2 separate regions of the Arachis hypogaea genome follow, and region 2 is linked to region 1. Evidence: chromatin contacts called from public Hi-C data. All regions are on one chromosome and are shown on one strand. Each heading gives the region's core, a stretch centred on a gene start, on an enhancer-like site or on the middle of the called end of the contact. The rest is flanking DNA. Distances are from core to core; before and after follow the strand shown. Region 1 holds the start of LOC112710795 (folate-binding protein 1). Region 2 holds the start of LOC112710801 (serine/arginine-rich splicing factor SR30).

What was found. Hi-C and Micro-C count contacts between places; a contact is called where the count stands out from the background.
Region 2: a contact with region 1 is called in a Hi-C map of leaf, with 2.5 times the contacts expected there. The contact joins the promoter of LOC112710801 here to the promoter of LOC112710795 in region 1. A contact is called at or near these places in 2 of 8 Hi-C or Micro-C datasets (both in leaf).

What each region holds. Positions count from the first base shown.
Region 1 is chr9:30,365,594-30,370,627 of arahy.Tifrunner.gnm2.J5K5, forward strand. LOC112710795 (folate-binding protein 1) reads right to left here and starts at 2,160. Exons shown (of 4, transcript XM_025763200.3): 1 at 1,582-2,160; 2 at 1-217. The coding sequence starts at 1,699.
Region 2 is chr9:30,501,836-30,506,869 of arahy.Tifrunner.gnm2.J5K5, forward strand. LOC112710801 (serine/arginine-rich splicing factor SR30) reads left to right here and starts at 2,345. Exons shown (of 17, transcript XR_011865648.1): 1 at 2,345-2,463; 2 at 2,815-2,919; 3 at 3,474-3,539; 4 at 3,637-3,711; 5 at 3,804-3,912; 6 at 4,085-4,131; 7 at 4,239-4,296; 8 at 4,968-5,017.

The DNA of each region.
Region 1 (5,034 bases), core at 910-3,409:
TCCCATAAGTGCAAGCACTCATGCCCAGCTTCCCCAGTAGAAGCAAGTTTTCTTACAGCTAGCAGTGCAGGATGTGTGTGGCTTATGTCACAACAAGTGATTTTGTGAAAAACCCGACAAAGAGTCAGATCTTTGGGACCCTTTCTGGGAGGGTAACCCTCTGATTTAAAGGCAGGAAATCGACCACCTTGAGAAACACATACTCCACTGGGTTTACCTGTGGTTACAAAAAGGGAAGAATTCACAACTGAATGAAGTATTGAATACAATTCTGGAAGAAATTCATTTACGAATGAAGCGGTAACAGGCTAAATAAAGTTTGATCTACCAAAACTATTTTAACAACCTCATTTGCTCAATTATATAACCATCAGAATGTTACACATGTGATACCTAAGACAGGTGCCTAAACATCCCAACTTTTCTGGGTACTCCATGTACTATTAAAAGAAGAACGCAGAAGATGGAATGCGAAGTTCATTTCGAGAGCAAACTGTGACAACATAGAAGTAACATCTTTACATCTTCTGCCACTTGATATCCACAATATGGGCATATAAAAAGTTGTTCAAGGCAATCTAACTGCAGGAGGTTAGTGATTGATCCATTGCCAAGATATTTTTCAGGCAGAGTCCTACTGCATATTGCGCATTCATTAATGACAAAACTAGAACATGATGGAAAATTAGGATTAAACAAGGATCTTAACGAGCTAAGCCAAATTGCCAAGCAGTCACTCTCCTGTATTTGTCTACATCCAAGAGAAAGAAGGAAGAAAAGGAGAACAAATTTTTGGTTTCTGGTTAGTTGTATCTAGTTCAAGTAAACATAATATCCAAAGCCTCAGTAAACCCATTTTCTATTCTTCAAATCCAGTGGCAATCAATCGGTTCCATCAAGATTGCCAATTTTTAATATGCTTCACCGCATCATGGATGGATGGCCATAACACACTGCAACTGCAACACTTTTAGTTACACTCACTATTTCATATAACCCGGCTGCAAATCACAACGAACTAAAAAATAGCATTCGGTGTAGAAGTAGAACCCCATTGAAGCACGCATTAAATGTGCTCGAAGCAAACAGATATTTCTCTCTAGTTACTAACCAAATGGAACTAAAGTTACATGTAAGTGATATTCACAAGTGCATAAACCCCTGCTGCAATTTGCAAAGAACTCGAAAAATAACGATCGGCACAAGAACAGAACCCCGTTTCTGAGATAATCAAATGAAATAAAAGATTGAATGACCTGCTTGGATGTGTTGCCAGTGTGTGTCAAGTCACTAACTTGCTACTAATAAGAAATGAATAATGTAACACCAATTTTGGTCATAACAAGGCTGAGCGGGTGAATCTATCTTTGGCCCAAAAAGATTTAAAAAAAAAAATTGAACTTTTAACAAATTGAAAGGTTTCCAAGATCATAACTAACCAAAATATACCGTGTCTGTATTTCACAAAATGAAGGTGTAAAATCTCAATCTATCATATATAATTGTTTTTGTCTTGTGTGTTGATTGATTAAGCTCAAGAGCACATCTAATCCGAGAAGATTATAAGAGAGAGAAGCTAACCGGAAGAGTAAGGTAGGAAGAGATTGAAGAAGAGGAGGAAAAGGAGGAAGCCATAATCGAAGTTCTTGGGTCCGAGAAGGCACTGGGACTGCTTCGATAACCGTACAACCACCACCATATTACAACCTCGATTTCATTGAATACACTCCAGACTCCACCCAACCACGCTGCAGTTGAATCCAAGCTCTAGCTTCTTCTTCTTCTTCTTCTTCTTCTTCTTTTTGGACTGATTCTTCTTGTTCTTTTTGGACAATTGATCCTTCTTCTTCTTTTTCTGTTTTTGATCAGGTCTTCTTCTTCTTCTTCAGCTTCTTCCTTCGTTTTCCCTTGGGCTTGGAACAACCTGCCTCACTTTATCAAGAAAAAAACACAGAAGTAAAATTGGGCCACGAACACAAAAGACATGTGAGCCTACTACTACCGGTTTGAATTATGTTCCTTAGACCAAAATAAAACAGGTACGTCAAGTTTATAAAGACCGTGAAAAATATACCGAAAAAATAAAACGAGAGAGAGACTGTGAAAATATTTTCTATTTTATTCTTTTATTTTTGAAAATGATTTTTTTTTTTCAAATTCTCGTATCTTAGACACCAAAAAGCAATTCTCATATCTTAAAACATGCAATTACTTTGTCAAAGTAAATTTTGTTTCCAAAGATAAAAAGTAATAGAAATATGTTGGTTGGTTTATTTTTAGTTTCGAATTAAAAAGAATAAAATTATATTTTTACTAAATAAAAAAGTTGAGTTAATCGATCAAATTTATTTATTATCTAATAGAGTACTTTCATATTTATTATCTATTATATATTACTAATTTTATAATTAAAATGTATCACATATCACACATTTATTATAATTGAAATCAAATCTTTTCTTCTAAAATTAAAGAGTTCTCCTCTCTTGTCTCTCTCTTTTTTTATCTCTCTCATTCATTCACTCATTTTATTTTTCTTATATATTATTATCAATAACTAATTATAAATTTGACAATCAAAATATATAATATAACATTCTCTAACTGCATTCAAATTAAATTAAAATTAAAATTAAAATATTAAAATTAAAATTAGTTATATTATATATTATATTTATATATCTATTATTATATTTCCTAATTTTATAACTAAAATGTGTCACATGTCATTTTTTTATTGCAATTGAAATAAAATTTTTTCTTTCAAAATTAAAGAGTTGTTTCCTCCTTTCTCTCCCTTACTCTATCTTTCTCATTCCTTCACTCACTTTATATCTCTTATATATCATTATTAATGACTAATTATAAATTTGATAATCAAAATATACATGACATTCTCTAATCGCATTAAAATTAAAATATAGTTATATTATATATTATATTTATATATTACTAACGAATTTAATAACAAAAATGTGACACATGACATTCTCTTATTAAAATTTAGAAAAAATATTTCTCTCCATAATTAATAAACCTCCTCCTTCTTACATTCTCTTATTTACATCTCCTTCTCTCTTTTCTATTTCTCTCTATCATTCCCACTCTATATATAATTTATATTTTATATTAGTAATTTGACAAATCAAAATGTGTGACTAGATATTTTTTATTATAATTAAAATAAAAGAAATTTAGCTTCCAAAATTAACAAACTCTATCTCTCATTTTTGTTCTTTATCTTTCTCTTTCCTTTCTCTCATTCTCCATTTTTCTCTACTTTTTGTTCTATAAAACATAAAATTAACAACATAATATAATATAAATAAAAAATTAATATATGCATGCTTTTTTATTTAGTTTTAAATTTTTACTGCTTATTTTTCTAATATATATTTTCACTTCTTTTTTTTCAAATATTTATTACATATAATTTAGAGAAAATACAAATGTTGTGATTAAAAGTTAGAATAATCAAGATTCAATTATTTTAAAAAAATAAATTTGAATTAATTTTATAACTATCAATATAAATTTTTTATATTATATTTTTATATATATAGAGAAAAAATATTACTTTTATATAGTAAGCATAAAAATTAATTATGTCTAATTGTGCAATAGACTTAATACTTAATCAAATATAAAAGTATATACGTTAAATTATTTCAAATTTTAGATAACGAATATTAAAATTAATTATTAGTGAAATATTAAACTCTTTCATATGAAAATAATAATTAAAAGACTTATTATTTAATTTTTGTATCTACGGAGACCCTAGTCTTCTTAGCCTATGGGGATTTTTGTCCTTTATAACCTTTTCGTAAAAGTGGTTTAATGCTATAAATTTTTTGTACCATAATCTATAATGTCAAGACTGGCGTAATTTTAAAAGATTTATATTCTCGTAATATTATTGCGGGTAAAAATACTAGTTACTAACTAATTTAATAACTAAAATATGTTACATGACACTCTGTTATTAAAATTTAGAGAAAATATTTTCCTCCAAAATTAGTAAACCTCCTTCTTACATTCTCTTATCTACCTCTCTCTCTTTTTTTTCTATTTCTCTCTATTCTTCCCACTCTATATCTAATTTATAATTTATCTTTTATATTTTATATTAGTAATTTGACAAAACAAAATGTGTCATCAGATATTTTTTTATTATAATTAAAATAAATTTTTTCTTAACTTTTAAAATTAACAAACTCCCACTCTCATTCTTCTTCTTTGTCTTTCTCTCTCTTTTCTCTCATTCTCTATTTTTCTTTATCTTTCTGTTCTATAAAAAATAAAATTGACAACATAATATAATTTAAATAAAAGATATTATTATATGCATATTTTTTTGTTTAGTTTTAAATTTTTACTGCTTATTTTTTTATTTTTATTTTTATTTATTTTTCTTTAAATATTTAGGTTAAATTACACAGTTAGTCCCTACATTTTTAGTGAAATTTCAAATTGGTCCCTATAATTTAAAAGTTTGTAATTGGGTCCTTAATAAAAATTAAAATTTGTAATTGGTTCCTACCGTTTAAACATCGTTTGATTTAACAGAATATTCCTCAGCATATTCGCTATTTTAGACATGTGAGTTGCACGTGTTTAGTAGTAAGGACTAATTTACAATTTTAGTAAAAGTATAGGGACCAACACTATAATTTAACTATTTAAAAATGACCAAAAAATCCCTAACCCACCCACCCCCACCCCATCCCTCTCATTCAGTAACTCTCAACCCTCTCCACTCTCCACACTCATCACTCCACAATCCACAACAGCGCCGGAAACTCCTCTTCCCACCTTCCACAAAATCGTCATCCTCTCAACTCCTGACGTTGCCAGACAGAACCCTCACGGCGGCCCTTCCTCGTCGCTTTTACCCTTCCTGGCGCGATCCTTTCTTTCTCTTTCCCCTTTCGTCATCGTCCTCCACACACAGTAGCCGCCGCTCCTCCATTCCTTGTCTTTCCACGCACGAGGTGTCATCCTCCATGCACAGCAGTCGCCGTGTCCGCGTAG
Region 2 (5,034 bases), core at 1,095-3,594, 140 kb after region 1:
TGACTTCTTTTATTATACATGTGTAGAAAATTTAATGCAAAATAAAAAATTTTAATTCTACAAGTTTTATTAATTTTTTCTCTTAAATCGTCATTCAAATTTAATAAAATTGACATTGGCATATAGTAAATTTATTGGTTCGTAAATTTTATAGTTTCTCAAATGCTCAAGATTTATTGATAAGGTGATGTAAGAGGAATCATGAAGAATTTTTACTCAGTATAAATTTAAAAATTATTTTAGGTCTATTTTAATTTTTTTTATAGTTAAATTTACAGTTAAGTACGGTTTTGGTCTTTAACGTAGGAGACGAAAAAAATTTTTATTCCTGACTTTTTTTTCTATAAAATGGTTTCGAATGTTTAACTTAGTTTTAAAACTGTCATTCAGACCAAAATTTCCCTTCCCTTTCTTCCCTATTCTTTCTCCTTCTTCTCCAAAATTAAGTAGAAACATAAGTCGAATCAAAACCAGACGCAAAAGCAGAAACAACAACAATGAAACAATATAATAAACATTAAAAAATAGATAATAGATCAACAAATCTGTATAATAAAACAATGAAACAATGTAATCAAACAAAAGCAGAAGTAGGAGCAGGAACAGAAGTAGGAACAGAACAACAACAACAACAACAACAATAAAACAATGTAATTAACCAGAAGTAGAAGCAACAATAACCAGAAGCAGAAGCAACAATAACCAGAAGTCAACAACATAATAAAAGCAGAAGTAGAAGAAGATTAGAAGCAGAAGCAGAAGAAGAATGGAAGCAGAAGTAGAAGTAGAAGCCGGTGAGCCACCCGAACCACCCTCCTTCTCTTTTCTTCTTCCTCTCCTCTTTTCTCTTCTCCTCTGTTCACTGTCCCTTGGCCGATCCGCCATCACAGTGCCGCCACCCTTTTCTTCTTCTCTCTTTGCGCTACCCTAGCGCTACCGTCACAATGCGAAGCCCTCTTCTTTCCATCGGCTCACCTCTAGTTCGCGCCATCGTATTTGAGCTCCACCATCACTGTCGGCCTCTCCTCCACTCACCATCATAAAACCACAGAAACCTTCCCCTGTTCTTGCCTCGAACCAGAACCCACTGCCATCGAGCATCTCCGTCGAGTCCAGAAGAGCAGCGGTGAGGTCCAGCGACTGAACGACGAGGAGCAGCGGCATCGACGAGGAGCAGCGACGGTGGCCCTTCCCCTTCCCTTCCCTCTCTTCTTCCCTAAAGCAACTCCCTTCCCCAGCATGAATCCCTTCCCCCTTTCCCCCTTATTCAATGTTTTCTTTTTTTTTTTTTTAAGTTAGAGGTATTTTTGGAATAAAAATTAAAATTTGATAAAAAAAGATAATTTTAAATCAAATTAGAACTTTCGGGACTATTTTATAGGCGAAAAAAGGCCGAAGAAGAAAAAAATTTTCGACCCCTACGTTAGGGACTAAAATCATACTTAATCCTTAAATTTATAAATTCTAAAAAAGACATAATTATTTTTTTCACTTTTTGTAGACAAAATGAAAGATTCTTTAAATACAGATAGATATTTTAATACCACTTGACAAAAATTTATAAACAAAAATAATATACATATATTTGAATATAATTCATCTTTTGTAAATAATTTTGACAGAAAAAATATTAAAATTGATTTGTATATTAATTTTTTTGAGAATTAAAATATTTATTTTTAAAAATTTTAGGGATTAATTGGAATAATACTCTATCTAAAACTAAATTAAAAACTAATTTATTTGTTGGAATAAAATTTTAAAAATTAACCTGTGTACTAATTTTTTTTAAAAATTAAAATATTTACTTTTAAAATTGGTAAGAATCGAATTGGATAATTAATCTTGCCACTTTTTTAATTTTGACATGGAGTAAATAATGGTGTATGGCATAGTTATGGGGATATAGAGTGTTTTAATGGATGATAATTGGGTCAAGCAAATCGGACGGTCCGATGGGAGGGAGAGTAATCGAACGGTCTAATTACAATAATCGGAAGGTTCGATTTGTATACTCTGAATTTTTTAAATTTTTTAATCACAAATCAGAGGGTCCGATTTATGTACTCTAAATTTTTTCAATTTTTTAAACATAAATCGGATGGTTCGATTTGTATACTCCCACAATTTTAAAAAACACAAAAAATTACAATATTAAAATATATCACTCATTTTACTTCCATATCAAATTTTTTTAGCCTAATCTAACTTCTATATTGGAAAACTACCGGTCAGTGTCATCTGCGGAAGACACGTATGAAAATTCATTGGCCTTGAACGGCGTAGATTTCATGGTTGAGTTCTTGGGAACCATGGAAGGCCATGCACGTGTCGTCTCAACACTTGTCCACTTCTCCGTGCTCTGATTTTGCTCAATAAATATATTCTCTCTATCTGTCTCTGTTTCTCTCTCACTTTAACCCTCACCTTCTATAAGCTTCTCTCAGCTTCTTCTCATTTCAGGTACGCTTCTTTGTCTTCTCTCTCGAATCCTCAACACTGTTCATTACCATTTCCTTCATCCGTGTCCAATTCTTCTTTAAGATTCCTAATACACAGGATTTCATTCTAGTTAGTGCATTTTTTTTTTCGGAAACCATATGTTAAGGTTTAAACTACGTTAAGCGGATTATTGTCTGGGAAGGCTCGGAGTGAAAAGGTCTTGATTGTTATTTTAAACACTCTTAATTTCATTTCATTTTCCCTGATCAGTACTTTATCAACTTATGATTGTTATTATTGTGATGATGATTAGTGTTAATTATTAGTTTGTTTGGAGATTTATGACGAAAAATGACTAAGTGAGTTAAACAGTGCTTCGGGCGAAGAAAAATGGCTAGACGGTCTAGTCGCACAATTTATGTTGGCAATCTTCCTGGCGATGTTCGCTTGAGGGAAGTAGAGGATCTTTTCTACAAGGTACTTTTATTTATTTATTGTTATCTATTATTGTTTTTATTATATGTCCAAAAACATATATAAATTCAGGTTATCTTCACGGTTATGTTAAATAATTTTGAAAGTCTTTAAACATTGATTGTCACTTTTTGTTTAGTTTAGCATTTGGATGAGATATGGTTTCATTTCCAGAGTATACTTTGGGGGATAAAAAAAAGGCTGAATTAAGCAGTGAAGAATCCTTAATTCTATCAATTATTATGCATTGTATTCGTGGAATGGATCATCTCAATTGGAGATTCCACTTGACTATATCAAGTCGTGGTTTCCACCATTGATGGCAAGATTGATCCTTATATAAAACTTACAAGAGAATCTAATCAATAGTGAAGATCTATATTTGACTTGGTCAATTGAAATTTTCAGTTGAGCTTTGAAGTCTCATTCCAATTTTTTTTTCTTCCAGCCATGGTAATGGGGAACACGAAATTTGTTTTGGAATGTCATTGTAGACAAGTACATCTGGAATTTGTTGCTGATGATCCTTAATTGTGTTGTTTTTCCTCTAATTGCAGTTTGGTCCTATTGTTGACATTGATCTGAAGATTCCTCCGAGACCACCAGGTTATGCCTTTGTGGAGGTGTGTCTGAATTTCATGTTGTAAGGATATGAGGGAGTATTTTCCTCAGGGTCTAGGTCACTTTTTTACATTGTGTATTGAACATTATATATTGCAGTTTGAGGATATCCGTGATGCTGAAGATGCCATTTACTATAGAGATGGTTACAACTTTGACGGTTTTCGCTTACGGGTTAGTGCATTTTTGCTTACTTTTCTTGTCCTTTGGACCTGGAACAATATCTTCAATTATTATGAAGTTTTGACCTTTATTTGTTACTGTAGGTTGAACTTGCACATGGTGGACGGGGTCATACATCATCAGTAGACCGCTATAGTAGCTATAGTGGTAGTAGCAGTAGCCGCGGAGTTTCCAGGCGTTCCGATTATCGTGGTATGCATTATTTCTTCATTGAATTTTTTATAGCTATGTATCTCTCTATACTAGTTTATTCTTATTTTTTTCTTTCTTTATTTCTATTTTTCCATAGAAAGAAACTCTTCTTTTGTTGACTTTTTCTCTTTTTCTTCCTTTTTTGGTTGTTTTTTATTTTGTGTTTGTGTAGTTCTTGTCACAGGATTACCCCCTTCTGCTTCATGGCAAGACCTGAAAGTATGGACTGATTCTTCACTACAAACACTTGAGATACGCTAGAGTTTTCGCGTGCAGGGGATTGATGGTATTTTTAATGTTTGCTTATTGTCGTTTTACATGGTTAGGATCATATGCGAAGAGCTGGTGATGTGTGTTTTTCTCAAGTCTTCCGTGAGCGTGGTGGTAAGCGTATTAAAATAGAAATTGGCTTAAGTTTCGTTTCATTTGATTTCAAAATGGTTAATGCTGATTGCTGAGGGGTGCTCAGTGCACAGCACACACATATCCACTGCCTAGATGTTAAGTTCAAGTAGAATGAGGAAATTCCTTTATGCCCTGCATTTTTTTCCTTGCAAAATTAATGAGGAAGGGTAATGATACAGGAAGATTTAGATCTTAGGCATTGAGAGGTGAGATATAAAGTTGTCTTTGGTAAAACAAGTATTCGGGTTATTCAAGAAGTTGTTGGGATTGTTAGTTGGATGGGCTCGTAAGGGCTAAATAGTCACCATAATAATATTGAATCAGGCTATACTTTATAACTGCATATTAGTTTGTATACAACAATAATCTGTCGTCTGAGATTTCTCCAAGCATCATATCAATCTTTATTTGAACAGAATAAGCTAGCCCAGTGATATTGGCTGTTTGAGTTGGTTATGTTTTCTAGTAATTTCAAATGGTGATATTGATGTAGGTGGCTGGGTGAATAACTTATTTTAGGGGAAAGTCAGTGTAGGAAAAATTGCCAATTGTCTCTTTATTGCAACTCTGAGATTAACTTCCTAGGCTTTTTTGAGCTAGTCTTTTTGTTCCTATTTTCACATGATTTATTAATGTTGGTATACTTGTAGGTATGACTGGGATAGTGGATTATACAAATTATGATGACATGAAATATGCTGTAAGTGTTGTAAACCC